2 separate regions of the Hermetia illucens genome follow, and region 1 is linked to region 2. A link is a contact called in public Hi-C data. All regions are on one chromosome and are shown on one strand. The core of a region is the stretch at or near the end of the contact, and the rest is flanking DNA. Distances in the headings are between cores, read along the strand shown.

The links. Hi-C and Micro-C count contacts between places; a contact is called where the count stands out from the background.
Region 1: a Hi-C map of whole body shows a contact between it and region 2, with 2.7 times the contacts expected there. The contact joins the promoter of LOC119654781 here to the promoter of LOC119654442 in region 2. A contact is called at or near these places in 2 of 2 Hi-C or Micro-C datasets (an unstated tissue and whole body).

What each region holds. Positions count from the first base shown.
Region 1 is chr4:70,151,995-70,157,074 of iHerIll2.2.curated.20191125, reverse strand. LOC119654781 (mRNA-decapping enzyme 1A) reads right to left here and starts at 2,561. Exons shown (of 2, transcript XM_038060325.1): 1 at 1,699-2,561; 2 at 356-1,644. The coding sequence starts at 2,406. The coding sequence ends at 1,156. LOC119654782 (a long non-coding RNA gene) reads left to right here and starts at 3,294. Exons shown (of 2, transcript XR_005249847.1): 1 at 3,294-3,426; 2 at 3,494-3,933.
Region 2 is chr4:69,887,375-69,892,293 of iHerIll2.2.curated.20191125, reverse strand. It overlaps LOC119654442 (26S proteasome non-ATPase regulatory subunit 11), which reads left to right and starts at 3,251. Exons shown (of 3, transcript XM_038059842.1): 1 at 3,251-4,201; 2 at 4,260-4,472. The coding sequence starts at 3,380. LOC119655802 (transformer-2 protein homolog beta) reads right to left here and starts at 1,889. Exons shown (of 9, transcript XM_038061899.1): 1 at 1,706-1,889; 2 at 1,480-1,556. The coding sequence starts at 1,720.

The DNA of each region.
Region 1 (5,080 bases), core at 1,312-3,811, 270 kb before region 2:
TCCAAATTTGAACTCGACTTAATTCTTCCCACTTCAAAAATATCTCTGGTTCTCCCCTGCGTATTGAAGAATTAACAACCTACCATTATGGCTGAAACTTTCACCGCTCATCTGATTTCCTTGAGAACAAAAAAGCATACTACGGTTCGCGTATATGTATCAACAATCATTAATACTAAATAACTTTTTTTTAGTTTGGGAAAAATTCCTAATATGCTTCGTTGTGGGCTAGCAACCTCCCTATTACAACTATTAGGAGGGTGCAATTATGTATCTTCGGAAACAATTTATTCTGTATGGGGCGACCCAGCGGGAAGGAACTATCTTGGTAAGCGCATGAAATCATACGATGAAATCAGATTTCCTTGAAGTTTGATTTATTTTCTTAATTTTTTCGAGTATTGTTTCCAACGAGTCGCTATTAAAATTTTCATTTCTCTTAACATTACCGTTTTTATTCTAAACAATGTCCACAAGAGACTAGTGTTTTCGACTTTCACGTATTACATCACGAAACTCTTTAATGAAGCTATCATACAAATGCTCTTTATTGGTATATTCTCTAGCTTGTGATTCGCTTATGGTACAAGTGAGTAATCGCATTAATCATCATCCAACGTATGCCAATAGAAAGTTTTTGTCAGGAAAGAAGCAAACAATTGTTTAAGGACATTTTGGAAAAGCTGGAAGTGAATAGTCAAGTCGTCTTCACGGGAAACTTCGACTTTTGGCGATAAAATTTTAATTCAAATATTCAAAGACTGGTGCCTGCTAAGGACATAAAATTATGGTACTTGATTAAAAGACGCAATGCCACTACACGCTCACAACTTCATTTTCGGCTGAAGGCATAGTTTCTTTGTTCAAAGGCGGGATCTGAAAAGTTCAAACCGCAGCAAATACTTGGGCTTGAGAAATTTTCAATAAAATCTACTGTAACTGTTTAAATGGCCAACCAATTTCTTGAGAATCCTAAGATTTTATGCAAGCGCATACCGTGTTTCCTCCATCGGCCTTAAGCAAAATAATCTGATTAAAAGTTCTCGTCGAATTCGAAGTTCCTAGTGTGTTTACGAATACTTAAAAATATTTAACAACTAGGGAAGTTGCTTCCAAGCGTAATACCATTCCAAGCAAATGGGAATATCTGCACAATTACGACGACACCATGTCAGTAAATGATTTGAGATAGGCTTCGTGCAATTTTTTTATGAAATCTGGATCATTTTTTATTAAATACAGCATTGCCTGCAGCAATTGCGTCTGAGTCAGGGGTTCAGGCTTCGCGAAGCCCACCGCTTCTGGTCCGGAAAGGTCCATTTGGTTCAATGCCTGCGTAATGTTCGCCGCCAATATTGTAGGATTCTGACTGATACCATCAATGCTTGCCGGGGCTTTGCCCGACGATGTCGATAGGAACATGGTGGGAGGCATTAGCGCTGGCTTCGACGAAGATGACGGTGATTGGATTGGCAAAGAATTTTCACGCCGGAGAAGTTGTTGAATGGGCTTTTGCTGCGAATTCGATTCTACCTCTGAAGCGCCTTGCGTACTCGTAAGTGGAGCAGGGTTGCGACAGCTTGTTGCACTCACATTTGACGATCCCATGAATTTCGCCAAAGGCGATACAACCAATTCTTGATTCTAAAAAGGTGCAACATTTATTTGAGGATAGTTATCGGGGGTTATGTGGCTTACCGCTTGAAAAGGTGGCACTAGAACTTCATCTTGTGGCGTCGTTGCTCTTTGTTGTTTCTCGATTTGATCAACACTCACTGGATTTGATAACAGCCTTTGGAACAAAGGAACTTCAGATGCGGCTGCCGGCTTTGCAGCTGCGAAAAAATTCATCACACTTTGCGATGTAACATCTGGTTGCGGCCGACTTTCGCTCTTCGTACTATTCGACTGGCCTTTTGCATTATTAAAGTCTTCCTGGGCTTTACTCAGCATAGTAAAAATGTCGACATTGTTTGTTGCCGGCCGCATCATTTCTTGCGTCTTATTCACACTGCTTTTTACCTCACACTCTTTGATTAGACGTCCTACCAACTCTCCGATGCGGTCACACTCTGAACTGTTATAGAACCAAAAACCTCGAATACGTGACCTTTCGTTGCGATAGAGGAGGAACGGAGGCTGTGACTGCAGCTCAAGTTGTCCTGTTATCGGCTCAACAAAAGAATTCGTATTGAGTCTGTTGTTTATAAAAATACTGTGGATAGGTTCAGCGTTCCGGCTGTAAATGAAGAAAGCACCCTCTACATCCGTTTTTTCCCATTCGCTTTCTTCAGAATTGAATGTGTAGAATGCAACGTGTGCGGAAGAATCCACGATGTCTTTGGCGTACGGATCAACTCGTTTAATTGCTGCCAAATTCATACGCAGTTCAATCTGATCAGCCATCTTTGACACTCCAACACTACGACCCTTCACCTGTCTCTTTGATTGTTCCAATTTCACTTGAAGTAAGCGGCAATTGACAATCTGAATGACATCTATGACAAGTCGACTTTAATGACTGAATTAAGCAACCCGCCTACTAAATCCTCCTGCTCTTTTTTGGTGTCATTGACTTTTCTCTGCCAAATTCCGAGAATATAGGCTAATAGCCAGGCAGATGGTATTCCGCCAACCGTTAATTACCACATTATTCCCACCATCGTTGCGTGACAATAGGAGCTCGGGAGCATTCTTTAACGTGCTAGGACGTAGCCGCGATTTTGCAACGTCACTTTTTTTGACTGCACTCAGCTCGCCACGGTCCATCTCTTCGTGGTCGGAAGGTCAATTTGACACTTCTTTTATCAGGGGAGAAATGTTGAATGAAAATTTGCCGCTATGTAGTAGTGGAAGAGACGAAATCATAGAAGGTATTGTAACAATTAATCGAGTTCGCTAAAGGCATTTTGAACTTGCCATGACAGTTAAACGCTTAGACCCGTATCATTTGGAACTGCGACTGAAACACGTCAGTAGCTAAAAAGAAATGTCACAATTGCCTGTCCTGTTAGTTAAGTCGTTAAAGTTGTAATGACCCCATTTCCGGTCATCGCATTCTTAAAAACAAAATAATTAAAAAATTGTCGTAGGTCGCATAAGACAGAAAAGTTATACTAGTGCCGATTTGCGCTTCCCCTTGGAGCGGTGTGGCACTCTCCTTCGCGGTGGAATTTTTTTTTAAATAACCGCAGAAATCGATGAAATGGTCAATCCTAAGCAAAGTCTTATCAAAATTGTTCGTGCAAGTACATACTAGTTTTCGGATTATTTATGTTCAGACATGTCCCTTCCTTCTTCGAAAATATGTATGGCTTAGACGGTTTTTCGCAAAAAACTCCGGAGTCATTTATTTTATGTAGAAATGATATGAAGCGGAAACAAACCAAATTGAATAGCAAAGAATATGAATCTTTTCATTTTTCTGTACGTGCAATATGGATTGAGCTATAGCTCGTCAAATCGCAATGGCTAAAAAAATTAATACTTTCAGGATCGCGTTGGTCAACGCTATGCTGATATAGTGGAAATTTTTAGATTAATTTAGTTAGTGGAAATCGGTGGGATAAATAATAAAGGAGCTAGGATCAAAATAATGCAATTATCTGATTTTTTATGTAAAAATCAATAAAGTCAAAACTTATTTTTTCATATAAATTAAAAGTAAGACGAATGAGAACCTACTGTATTTGAGCCCACGCAAAAAATTCTGAAAGTTTGGTGAATTTAAAGTGCATGGTTTCGGAAAAAAATTGTTTTCTCCAATTTTTTTATATTTAAAACTAAAATCATTTTGTTTCGAATATCTCAAAAATAAAAAATATAGTGAAAAAATCCTAAAGTACAAAAGTGTGACCTTTCTCTCGGTAAATGATTAAGGAAGCAGTTTCCACTATCGTCTTTATTTTTTGAATTATTAAAAAACAAAAAATCTTTTTGGTATTTTTTTCCATTTTTAACTATTTTCTTTCATTAATGAATCTTTCATTTACAAAAAAAACTCACATTAAGTAATCAAATCTTAAAACCAAGGGTACATAACTCTTTCCAATGATCGGGGTATGTATGATTATTAGCGGCTAGTAGAACGTTATGCTTTCACCACATATTGACATTATTGGATCCATCTTTCAAATATTTGAAGCATCTTGAGCCGTCAATTTCTTTTACTTTCGCAGCAGATCCTTTGCGAAATTATCGGGATCAGTTGTCAGCTTGTACATGTGTTTGCTGGTATAGGCTGCAATCTTATGCAAGACTGTGGGTATCTGAAGATCTCTGTGAAGCTGGTTATTTTTCACGAATCAAGGCGCCCCTGGGATTGTTCGCAGAATTCTGAATTGCGTGCGTTGCAATAGCTCTCTACTATACAAGTTAATAAATTCAAACACCGTTTGTGTTTTTTAAAAAAATAATTTCAGGGCTAAGCCTGACGTTGATTATTTTGAGTCTATACAAGAACTGAACTAAATCCTAATGACAATATTCCTTAACGCCTATGTTGATAGTTGATGCCGCAGCAATTTTGTTGAAGTCTCGAGAAATTGCAATGCTGAATCGATGACTGAAAATTGGCGCAGCCATGGCGTCAGCAAATATTGTGTGCGCATGCAGGTATTGAATGCACGTGCAAGTGCTAACTCGCCCACATTTAAATGCGGATAGTCCTCGATCGCTAAAAAAATTAGATGTTGTTGAACCTGACATTTTTTATTTCTGGTCGTCGATCTGGTATTGAGGATGTTTCCTTTGCTGCCGGAGGTGGTGGTGGTAATTGCGGTGATTGTTTCCTTTCAACTGTTGTAGGGATAGGCGCCGGAGGTGGTGAAGATTCCGATGTTTGCTTCATCTCAATTGTTGTAACGGTGGGCTTGGTCTTGAATTTGGGACACACCCTGCAACTGATAGAGACTGTAAGGCAACATTCGATTATGGTAAGTATTCCGTAGGTCGCCATTTGATGCGTGCTTGTTTCGGTTCGCATCAACTGAATCTCGCTGGTGTTGTTTATATGGAGATCTTTCATCATCTCTAGCGAGAATATTTCCTGATAGGCCTTGACTTTCGGAGATGGCTGTAG
Region 2 (4,919 bases), core at 2,002-4,501:
CAAAAATTCATGAATGCCCGAAAGTAAAACCATCGTGAATTGAACCTCGACTCAAAGACAAACATTTCCGAACAAATCAAAGCAGCAATGGACAAGGCGGAATTTCGATCTTAAGTCGGCTTATACGAAATCTTGGAAGCACATCTCTCTCCCCTCCCTTTTGTGAAGGAAATTGCCTAAAGGGAAATAAAATATAAGAAAATAATCCGAAGCAGAAAACGAATTTGTAAGCTCAGAAATTAAAATCATTTATTCTAATTTCAAAGTGGCACATGCAAATGTTCTAATTTTCAAACTTTTCTCATTTCCGCGATTCCTAATTTTCAAGCGGCTACTGTAGTTGAAATAATGCCGGAACACATCATGAAAAGCCTCGAAAGCTTGATCGACAGAAAGCAGATGGGTCTAGATCTCTATTTTAAAGAAGAAACCAACGACTATAGTCAGAGCGACAAAATGACCTAAAACACTCGAAGGAAAATTCTTTCAACGACATTACTTTCATTCATTTGATTTCTGCGCTTCAGCCATTTACTTTTTTCTAAATTAGCTAAAATGAGAATGTACAGTGGGTTATCTGCTAACCGAGAAAGTTAAATGAGGCTGTTAACCCACTTTGCTACGGGGCTACCATCTTAGCTTACAGAGTATCAGGATAGCAAAGCGGGTCTTAGAAAAATTTGAGTGATTTAGTCAGTGTAAAAATTGTTTTTACCTATCTACCTCCATTTAAGCGCAATTTTCTCCAATTCCGCACATACCAGTAATTTTTCCTTTCCTCCAGTAAGAGCGTCTTACGTTGGCATATAAGACCATATATTATCAATGTTTGAACTTCTGAGGGATACTTTTACTCGGCTTCAACATGGATATCGACTACAAAACAATCAGGGCGCTCCTAGTGATGTTTTGAGGTGGTGGATTATATTCATCAACAACGGCGCAACACCGGGTATCCGGTCTATGCCTTCTTTAATAGGAACTGCAGATAGCCCGGTTTTGCGCCGAGATTAACCAATTCGATATTCCCAAAAGCTGCCTGGCGTCCTGGCTTACACTTTCGTTTCACCTCAGGCAGAGTCTGCCTCGTCTTGGATTACATTATCCAGTCTTAGCTTGGATGTCGTGATTGTAATGAGCTACTGATAAGAATACTTGTTATGATGAGGGCACCAAGTGTGTAAACTGTTCCAAATATAATAATTGATCAATAGGATGGCGTTCAGGTGTGCGAAATCGCACTCCGGTCCCACAATCGTGCGAGAACAAAAACACACTTCGGCAGATTGTAAAGAGGTTCACATCATTCTTGATGTTTTGGTACATTTGCAGTTGTTCCCTGCCAAGTCAAATTTATTTTTCACGTCTTAACTGACGTATGAATCCACATTATTTGAAAGTGCATATATGTAAAAATCAGCGCCAGAAATTCACCCATAATTTTTTTTCATTTAGAACCAAATCACTAACGATAATTACCTTTTTCTATCCAAAGATCTCCTAAGTTTAACTGATGATGGCGATCGGCTCCTGCTAATACTCCTTGATCTGGAAGACTGTGGAAAGCTGAGTTAGTGTGATTTCTGTCTATGAACAACAAATAAAATCTAACATGTAGAGCTATAGCATTTTCGATGTTTAGCATCTACACTAACAGTTTGAGCGATATAAACTCTACGACCCGATATTTTTTTAGACAACTCACCTCTCGTCGATTCATGTCGCTACTAAACTATGATTACCGCCCAGGTTGACCAAATATTCATAAAGTTTCGAGGTTCCGACAAGAATACCATACGCACAACCTCGTCTCGAAATTGGACCACCACAACCTCCTCTAATATGACCGATACTGATGAAAACAAAACACTATCAATTGTCAGAGCCAACAACATAACCAGCACAGGCCGATTATTTTCATGAATTACAGTTCAGTGCGCCATATACTTTAAAAAATATTGACACTTGCAGCGTGTAATACCTATAGCGGACATGAAACAGTTTTTCGGTGAAAGAATGATCGATCGATACTACTCAAAAGTAAACCGTGTGAGGTTGCAAATATATTGCCGGAGTGGTAATATATTCACATTGGCCATCGTTAGCGCGAATACATAATCTCAATCGTTTCATAAAGCTCTCAACGGGACGCATACTACTAGGAATTCAATTTTTTTAAATGTACAGGCGGTGGCTTCCAAAATCAATCATATTCCGTTATATAACAGATTAAAATATGCTGACTGATACTTAAGTGGGAAACAAATTTAAGATGAATGCGTGATGCGCACGAAACAAGCTTCTATTCGCCCACAGTTTCCATGTAAACCCGAAATTTCGGGTCGGCAAAGTTTGCTCTACGTCGGCAGGGTTCATTGTAATGACAGATTGCGCCATTTGCAATTTGGCGGCGCTTTTTGCTTTTGGCAGTTACTTTTGAATGTGATTAATTTAAATGAATTCGTTTTGAAAACTGCGGAAGGCACTATTTGCATTGCAAGTGCTAATTATTAAGTCGGAGGTATATGCATGCAATTCATTACATGTACCAGCCCACAGCATAGCCCATATGTCGATACCGATAGATGTTGAAGGTCAATGATGTGTACGGATAAGCTTCCCCAATACATTCACAGTTCCAGTCCATTAAGTGTGGGTACTGCCTATTAGATACACTGTGACGTGAAGTGGCAACGAGCAATCATCCGAGTCGCATTGCGCATCGGACTTGTTAGCTGTATTCCGTGTGGCACCTGCGAACCTCGTTCTGTTTGTTAGTGAACGGGTTATGTGCGCAACGGTCAAAATGGAATTTTGAGGAGGTAATTATTTAGGAAACGCATCTATAGAGACTTTTTATGTCATATAATGTAATGTAATTTAATGTTACGACTACCTCAACAATCCCGTCCTTCGGGTATCGACGTTTGACATTTCGTTTCAATGTTTTGAGCTAATGATCTCCTGACGAACATTGGTCATCGCGAACGAAGTGCAAGCAAGAACTGACGTTTATGAATAACGCTCGCGGTTTGCCCCAAACCTCAAACGGTACGCTTTGAAAGGCTCGCGAGTGGCGTGAACTCCAAACGGCACTCAGCTGTTGTATGTTGCTTGATATAAGACCGTGTAATGAACTTCCTTTGACAGGTCTCTCACTGTGCACGCACGCATTCATTCCATTGTGGTTTTTCTATTCTACAATTGCAGTCGAAGTCATTAAGTGAGATTTGTGTGCAGGGATTGGCTAACCTGCGGGAATGACTAGCGGTTGTTCAGTGATACATTAAATCCAACACGAATTTGTGACATAAGGTTGATTAGAGTACGACGGCAAGATTTTAGAGTGAATTTTCTGGTGAAAGTTAAGATAGGAAGAATGGCTGGCGCGCTAATATTTGAACGAGCTCAAGCGGTGTCCCTAGTTAATCGCGAAGAGGGGATTTCTCTTCTCAACAAGATTGTAAGAGGCCAAGAAGTGGCGGAAAACGATGAAGAACTTATCCGAGTAAAGGAGCAGGGAATTTTGCAGCTTGGTGAACTGTATAAGCAAGAAGGGAAAGCTAAGGAACTCGCTGATTTAATCAAAGTAACACGCCCCTTTCTTAGCCTCATTAGCAAAGCAAAGGCGGCGAAGTTGGTTCGGTCGCTAGTTGACTTATTTTTAGATTTGGAAGCTGGCACCGGCATTGAGGTGCAACTGTGCAAAGAATGTATCGAATGGGCAAAACAAGAAAAGCGCACATTTTTAAGGCAATCTTTGGAAGCTCGGCTTGTAGCTTTATATTTCGACACGGGGATGTATTCTGACGCCTTGCAACTTGGTTCGCAATTGCTAAAAGAATTAAAAAAGTTGGACGATAAAAATCTGCTAGTAGAAGTGCAACTGCTAGAGAGTAAAACATACCATGCCTTGAGCAATCTACCGAAAGCCAGGGCTGCGTTGACATCAGCCCGAACGACTGCAAATGCTATTTACTGTCCACCTAAAATGCAGGGAGCGCTTGATTTACAGTCTGGAATTCTGCATGCAGCCGATGAAAGAGATTTCAAGACTGCGTTTTCATATTTTTACGAGGCATTTGAAGGTTTCGACAGCGTGGAAAGTAGTAAAGCGTTGACAGCACTCAAGTATATGCTTCTGTGTAAGGTGATGCTTAGTCAAGCGGAGGATGTAAATCAAATTGTTAGCGGGAAATTGGTGAGTGATTAAGAAGTAAATTAATGCAAATGTTATCCAAGAATTGTACTCTTTGCAGGCGATAACATACTCCGGAAGAGATATCGATGCTATGAAGGCTATCGCACAAGCATCACATAAACGATCTTTGGCTGACTTCCAAGAAGCGCTCAAAGAATACCACAAAGAACTAGAGGAAGACGTCATCGTAAAAGCTCATTTAGGAACATTGTATGACACAATGCTGGAGCAGAATTTATGCAGAATCATCGAGCCTTACTCACGAGTGCAGGTATATTCAAAAGTTCTCCCTGAACTCTCGCTATCTGCATCTCATTTACTTTACAATCATTTTTTTAATTCTCTTGTTATTGGGGAAGAAAGGAAAGATTTCGTACGATATTAGATTCTTAGACCGTTTGGTAAGTTCGTTTCTTTGTGGCCTATCCCACATTCCATCCAGTTTCAACTTTCGATGCTATAAGCCTATAGCGGGACAACCCAAAGCCAGGGTGAAACATCGGGTTTCGAGCATCGAATAACAAAATCGATAGGTTGGCGCTCCGCCATCTCAACTACTGCATCGGAACTTTGACCTAGTTCAAGTATGTTATATATGTCTCTTGGTCACTCTTTTCAAGATCGCTGACGAATGGGTGTCCCAAGAGCACTTGGTGCAAAACAGTAGAGATGGAGTGTGAGGGTCTCGGGAGATCAAGAGACCAAGAGGTGAATGACA